Linked DNA regions of Capra hircus: region 1 is linked to region 2. A link is a contact called in public Hi-C data. All regions are on one chromosome and are shown on one strand. Each heading gives the region's core, a stretch centred on a gene start, on an enhancer-like site or on the middle of the called end of the contact. The rest is flanking DNA. Distances are from core to core; before and after follow the strand shown.

The links. A called contact is a pair of places that touch in the nucleus more often than the background predicts.
Region 1: a Hi-C map of blood shows a contact between it and region 2, with 2.2 times the contacts expected there. The contact joins the promoter of CAPG here to the enhancer-like site in region 2. A contact is called at or near these places in 4 of 5 Hi-C or Micro-C datasets (blood and liver).

What each region holds. Positions count from the first base shown.
Region 1 is chr11:49,107,118-49,110,853 of ARS1.2, reverse strand. CAPG (macrophage-capping protein) reads right to left here and starts at 2,305. Exons shown (of 10, transcript XM_018055383.1): 1 at 2,231-2,305.
Region 2 is chr11:48,980,199-48,983,980 of ARS1.2, reverse strand. GGCX (vitamin K-dependent gamma-carboxylase) reads right to left here. Exons shown (of 15, transcript XM_005686722.3): 12 at 3,770-3,782; 13 at 3,126-3,273; 14 at 2,756-2,951; 15 at 364-2,336. The coding sequence ends at 2,144. Among named protein-coding and RNA genes, the nearest start is that of MAT2A, 11 kb to the left of the region's middle. Within about 2 kb of position 2,225, at least 2 of the 5 cell types and tissues checked have an H3K27ac peak or open chromatin away from gene starts, as enhancers often do.

The DNA of each region.
Region 1 (3,736 bases), core at 1,056-3,555, 130 kb before region 2:
CCACAGAATGGAACAGGACTGAATCGACTCAGCACGCATGCAGACCCTGGGAACAAGCACTGAATCTGAATCTCTCTTAACCGAGTGCTTAGATCCCTGGTCAAATTCCTAACAAGTCAATAGTAATTCTAAGGGTGCAAGTTAGGATAATGAATGGTCTGTAATGCCCTGTGCTCACTAAGCCTTCCCAGGTGGCACTAGTGGTAAAGAACCCACTTGCCAATGCAGGAGACATAAGAGATGCGGGGTCGGGAATATCCCCTAGAGGAAGGCATAGCAGCCCACTTCAGTATTCTCGTCTTGGAGAATCCCATGGACAGAGGAGCCTGGTGTGCTCCAGTCCACAGGGTGGCACAGAGACGGACCTGAGTTAGCACACACTAGCGCATGCTGGGTGCCTCTAGAGTCCACCCTTGCTCAGCTTCTCATTCCCAGAGGTTGACTATCACATTCTCAGCCTCAGGCGCTCTGAAGGACAGCAATAAAAAGAATCATGGTTCTGGCTCTACCCAGAGGCCCTCTTGCCTTCAATACATCATAAGGCCCTGGAGCTAGTCTGTCCAGCTAGCTTGTTTGCTTTCCAGAGGAGGCTAGGGGGACCCTGAGAGCACAATGACTGGCCCACGATCACACAGCGGGAGGCAGGTAGAGCAAGGGAAGAAGCTTCCATGCCCTCCTAAATCTGCATGGGAGGATGCAGCTAGAATCTGTACACGCTCCAGAAGGAAGTCAAGGGCCTTTCAGCCCAGGACTCTGGCCCATCTCCCCAAGATATAGGCCAGGCTTGGCCCAGGGCTAATCAACAGACTTGTTTGAGATAAGATTCAGCCTTCAGGGCCCCATCCAGGGAGTGGCAGTGGAACAGAATCAATCCACATGTTAGAATTTCTGGACTGGAACAAGATGAGAAGTTAAATGTTCTCTTCAAAGAACACAAACTCTAGCTGGTTGGTACCTGAGTGTCTCCAGGTCCTTAAAAAGAGGGTCTGATGTAATGGAAAGATTGAACAGTTTGATTACTATTGATTCTGCTTCATCTTTCTGGCAGGCTGCAGTCCATGGAATCGCAGAGTCAGATATGACTGAGCAACTGAACCACAACTGCTTCCTCTTGCAAGTGACTTAACTTTCTGTAGCCTCCCTGTGCCCTATCTGTAAAATGGGCATGAAGATAAACAAGCAGATTAAATGAGATGGTGTAATTAACAAGCAAATGATAGATGGTGGCTCGGTGGTAAAAGAATCCGACTGCAATGCAGGAGACTTGCAGGAGAAGCAGGTTGGACCCCTGGGTTGGGAAGATCCCTCGGAGAAGGGGAATGGCAACCACTCCAGTATCCTTGCCTGGGAGAACCCATGGACAGAGAAGCCTGGCAGGCTGCAGTCCATGGATTCGCAAAAGATTCAGACATGACCGATCGACTATTCAACAACTAAACAAATAATAGATGCTCAATAAACCTAGATGGCTTTCTCTGGCCAACAGAGAATTTATCCCGGGGCCTCAGTTCATGCGCCCAGGATCTCTGGAAGCAATCCCCCTGCCTCCTCCCCCAGTTCACAATTTAGCAGAGGAATGGGAAGTTAAACCTCAGATCACTCCTGGGGTTTGACTTTCCATTGTCGCCCTTCTAGAACCCCACCCCAGCAAGGCTGGTCCACTCCGGTGTGCACCAGGGCAGAACCTGAGTGGCTTTGGGGCTCTAGACTCCTCAGTGACCAAGGGCACAAGGATGAATCCAACTCACTGCTCTCTTTCTACACTGGAGCCTCACCTGGCTGAAAAAAAGGTGGCCCCATCACGGAGGAGGGCGGAGGAGGGTTTGCAAACTAACAAGGAAACAAACTAACAAGGAAACAAAAGAGCAGGTCGTTTAAGAGAATTTAGGAGTCTCAAGCCTCGGAAGTCTAACAGTACACACTGCTATTACTGACATTATCTGGTAACCAAACACTAAAACTTCTTTTTAACAGACTCATATTTCTCCTCCCTCTCCAGTCTCCCAGTGAGAGATGCTCAGTTGGTCCCAAATGGAGTAAAATAAACATTTCTTGAGCACGCCTGCTCCCTCCCGCCCCTCCTTAGGGGAAAGGAGGAGAAGTGATTAGACACGCGGGTGCACCCCTAAGAAAAGAGCGGGGAGCAGGCTGCCCCGTGACCAGCTGAGCCCCTCAGGAGCCTCCAGGGGGAACTCAGGCGCCTGCTGGTCAGACCCCAAGCGCTACTTGCCTGTCTGCGCCTCGCTGGCTCGCTCCGGGTACTGCTGCCCTCCCCTCCTTTGCTCCCAGGCCCCAGCCCAACCCCCGCCCCTGCCCCCGACGTGAAAGGCTGGAAGCATCCCCGCCTACCCGAGTGAGTCAGAGGGGAGGGCCGAGCCCCTCGCAGTCATCCCTCCGGTGGAGGCTCGGCACCGAGAGGGACTGAGAATTTGGGCTGGTATTAGGGAAAAACTAACATTACTGTGTGGTAAACTTGGTCAGTGCAAGACTGTGTTCACATCCCATTCAACTGTTAGATCCTTGAGCTGGATTAAGCTGGAATAGCTACTTCTCCTTTAGTGCCTGCTTTGTACTCCGTGCTTTAAAATCTTTTATTTATTTATTCCACCACACACACCGCCCAACCCCCTCCTCCCCCCGCCCCGCACTGCATTTGGGATCTTACTTCCCCACCAGGAACTGAACCCACGCCCGCTTTGGCAGAAGCTCAGTGTTTCAACCACTGCACTACCAGGAAAGGAAGGAAGGAAGGAAAGTCGTTCAGTCGTGTCTGACTCTTTGCGACCCCATGGACTGTAGCCTATCCTCTGTCCATGCGATTTTTCAGGCAGTAGTACTGGAGTGGATTGCCATTTCCTTCCCCAGGGGATCTTCCCGACCCAGGGATCGAACCCAGGGATCGAACCCAGGTCTCCCGCATTGTAGACGGACGCCTTACAGTCTGAGCCACCAGGGAGGTCCCTGTATTTGGTGCCTTAAACGTGACCTCGTTCAGTCCTCACAACTATTTGTCGTTATGCTGCCTAATAGATAATCCTCTGAGTGGCTCAGAGAGGGTGGGTCACAGGTCTAGGGTCACACTGCCAGTTCAGTAGTAGAACCAGGATTCTAATACAGGCTAGTGTGGGTTCAAACTGGTGCAGGAGATATAACACCCCACCCTTCTTTTTTATTAAGAGGGAAGCAGCCCAGCCAGTGTCCATACTTGGAGGCCAGGTCTTCCTTAGGTGAACCACCAACAGTCCACACTCCCACGCTGGCTTTTGAATGAAGACAGCCATACACAGCAGGCCAACCCCCGCAAGATGTCAGCTGACAAGAAGCCCCAGGATTAGGGCATGGCTCCTTGACCCAGAAGGAAGAGGACTTTTCAAGCAGCTTGGAAAATTGCAACCAGTATGACTTTCTCCAAGGCCCACTGATGGGGTCTGATTCAGTTCAGTTCAGTCACTCAGTCACGTCCAACTCTTTGTGACCCCATAGACTGCAGCATGCTAGGCTTCCTTGTCCATCAACAACTCCCAGAGCCTACTCAAGTTCATGTCCATCGAGTCGGTGATGCCATCCAACCATCTCATACTCTGTCATCCTCTTCTCCTCCCACCTTCAATCTTTCCCAACATCAGGGCCTTTTCAAATGAGTGAGTTCTTCGCATCAGGTGGCCAAAGTATTGGAGCTTCAGCTTCAGCATCAGTCCTTCCAATGAATACTCAGGACTGATCTCCTTCAGGACAG
Region 2 (3,782 bases), core at 976-3,475:
AAGTCGCTCAGTCGTGTCTTGACTTCGCGACCCCATGGACTGCAGCTTACCAGGCACCTCCACCCATGGGATTTTCCAGGCAAGAGTACTGGAGTGGGGTGCCATTGCCTTCTCCAGGGATGACACTGGTCAGGGACAAAAGACCTAAATGCTGGCCTATGGTAGGAAGCAAAGCCTTCCGGCTAAACATTGATTACCAGGGTCTGAATACTGAAACCTGGAGAACCCAGATTTCCTCCAGTGAACAGCTTTCCTTGACAGTATTAGGTACCCACAGCATTGTCACTTGGAAAATGAGACAGGTGGTACACTAACAGTTGGGGGAAAGTAACATCCTTGCCTGTAACAAGAAAAATACTTCTGTAAGAGTTCCCTTCCAAAATGAAGAAATACTTTTATTATTTTCACCAAGTAAAAAGGCGGGTGGGGCAGCAGTTATGGGAAAGGACACAGTGCCAAGGTATATCATGTCACTGAGGGGATCTGCAAAGGCATTGAAAACCAGTGTTTCCCACGCATGGTTCTTAGCAAAGTGCCCTGTGCCACAGCTATCTCTAACCCACAAAATGCCTTGTGTGAATCACAGGACTTACTGCCAGGCTCCACTTGGGTCAGTTGAGTGCACTCAGGCCCAACCTGCACAACTCCCTGGCAGCCCTGCTCTGATCTGTCTCTAACTGGATTCCAGTATAAAGGCTGAAAGGACAGAGGTAGGAGAGATGAATTCAACAGGTCCGAAAAGTAAGAGGTAGAACTGATGGGCCTTGAAATCTTAAGAAATGGAAGGAAAATGGAAGAATCAAAAAAACAGCTGCCATTCGGTAATAAGCAGTTGTGGATGAACGCATCTTGTGTTTATGACAGTTAAGAACTCTGGGATAGCCAGGTGGAGCTAGATAAACAGTTCTAGAGCACAGGAAAGAAATCTAAGCAGCGGCATCCTTGGAAACCATGGAGTGGACATAGTCAACCCAAGTGTATATGGTGAAAAGCAGCCACCTAGGAAAGAACCCTGAGATTGGATGGAGTGGAGCATGGGAAAAGAAGACGGAAAACAAATGTAATCCTTTATCAAAGTAACTGGGACTGCCAGCCTGCTGCCGCCGGCCTCTGCCTCCACACAGGGTTCCCAAGCAGGGCCTGTTTTTCGTTTGTTTCTGTTAATTATGCATTCTCACTTCCTAGCCCAGTGCCAGGCCTTTGAATTTTCACAGAATTGAGGATCTTCCAGAATCACATCCAAATCTTACACATCATGACTGTAAACATCTCCTGATTTCATTACATTTGGTTAAATCTCACTTTATATCACCTCCTGCTCATTGAAAACTAGAATAATGCTAAATACTAAGCTTATTTTTTAGATATATATCACTACTAATCATCTAAATTCTGTTGTCAGTTTAACTTTCTGCTATTCTATGCTCATAACCCCTAGTGAAAAACTGGCTGTATAAATAATAGGAACAAAAAAAGAATCAAAATTGCAGTGAAGAGAAAATTACTCTGCATCTAAAACCTGATCACCATCCTAATCACACTTTATAATCAGACAAGTTTTAAGCTATGTTATTTCAGAATTACTGTCAGTGATTCTGAAAATTTTAAGAGGCAGGGTGCAGGACTTTATGCCAAACAGACTTGAAGTTCAGACCATCAGTCAGTCCATCCCTTATTAGGTATATGTCTTTGAGCGAATTATACTACCTCTCAGCCTCAGCTTCCCCAACCACAAAATAGGGCTTATGGCTCTTAAGGAATAAGTGTAATAATTCTAGGACAGGGCTTCACACAGTGCCTGTATATGGCAAGCACTTAATTAAGAACAGCAGCTGTTATTTTCATGGACCATTAACTCTCTTCTGGCAAGGAGCAAGTCACTTTAAACCTAATTCTTACCCCTTGAAAGACATTTTCACATTGTTTTTTAACCCCACTGCCCAAGCCCCTCAACCTTGGAATTGATAAATCTTATCCTTGCCTTATTTCCTTGGTCCCTCTAATCTATCCTCTCTGAATTTATTATAGCCATGGATATGGAGGAAAAACAAAAAATCTGAAGTAGTGTTTTCACATGTCCACTGCCTTTGTAATGGTCCTGTGACTGGCTGCTGCCACATCTATACTCCACATCCGGCCTCCCTCAGAACTCTGAGTGGACAGGGTGAGAATCCGGCTCGGGAGGGTTAGGATTTGAAGAATCTGTGTTTACAGGACTCGGCTCTCCCGCTGGCTCAAAGGGTCGCAAGTTGGCGTAAGTCACTTCTTGGGCCAGCTGCTCCAGGGAAGGGCGGCCTAATGCCAGATTTCGAAGTGAGATACAAGTCATGAGAAAGCTGAAAAAGATGGGAAAAAGCCAGCTGTCCAAACTCCTATTTCAACACAGGCAATCCTGCCAAAGCTCTCAGAGGACACCTGGTCATCTGGCCTCTCACCCACAGACAAGAATCTCCCCCCAGACACCCCCATCCCAGCTGGAAGGGCACCCCACTCTTCACACAGTCTGAGGATTCCAGGGTCGGGTAGGAATAACCCACAGGAGATAAGCTGAGTCAGAACTAGACAGTGCCCATCAGACATACCATTTACTCTCCCAATAAATCAGGGAGAGGAGCAAGGAGAGAGGAAAAAGGGAGAAGTTTAGCACTGGATTGTCCTCTTCGGGGAAAGTCCCTACTGTTACTCTCACCAGAGAACAGTGACCCAGCCTGCAAACATCTGATGACAAAGACAAGTACTATTGGGTAAAGCTTACCTGCGGCGAAAGATAAAGAGCTTTCGCAGCAAGAAGCGGACAAATCGCTCATAGAAAGGGGCATTTCGCCGGCGTTCAATCTCTTGGAGCCTTTGCTGGCGTCTAAGGAAGGTCTGGACCAGTGGTGTTGGCTCAGGGCCACCTCTGACTTCCCCTTCGAGCAGAGGTTGCAGCTCTGGAGGCAGAGGCCCTGTTTCTGTCCGGAAGAGGGCAAAAAGAGGAATCACTAAGAAGAGAGCATTCTCTCTTCTAGAACTCCTCTTTCCCCAGCTAGACGCTTCAAATTCATTTGTTAAGTGGGCAGATCCTCGATCATGACCCCGACTTCCTATAAAGTGGGCTCTCTCAGCCCAAATCTTCAGATGCTCACCACTTCCATTCTCCACCTTCTCCTTCAATTCTTGAAGATACGCCAGGTCTTGCTCTAGTGCAACCTCTGTAGTGTTGACGTAGATGTACATGTAGCAGGAAGGGCTGGACGACACTGTGTACACCTTATGGTACTCACCAGCAGGCAACTGAAAGGGGGCAAGTAATGGATCTCTCACCCTCTAGCCTTTCCCTAGCCAGCCTGTGGCCTCCCTCCACTTCCCCACCTCCATCTTTTTTCTTGTATTTTGGAATCCAAAGGAACTGACCTCTAGAATCCTGTGCGAGGCTATTTATAGCCCCAAGGGCCCTTGCTTTTTCAGCCCCAATGCATTGTTGTTATTTAGTCGCTAAGTCGTGTCCAACTCTTTCGTGACCCCATGGACTGTAGCCCACCAGGCTCCTCTGTCCATGGGATTTTCCAGGCAAGAATGCTGGAGCAGGTTGCCACTTCCTTCTCCAAGGGATCCTCCTGACCCAAGGATTGAACCTGCATCTCCTGCAATTGGCAGGTGGATTCTTTATCAATTGAGCCACTAGGGAAGCCTCCCACTGCATTACTGTTACGTTAAAGGATTTTGCATTTATACTAAATCAACTGCACTCATCAAAAGTTTTCTATCATTGTTAATTCAAGCCAAACACCTGCATTTTTTCT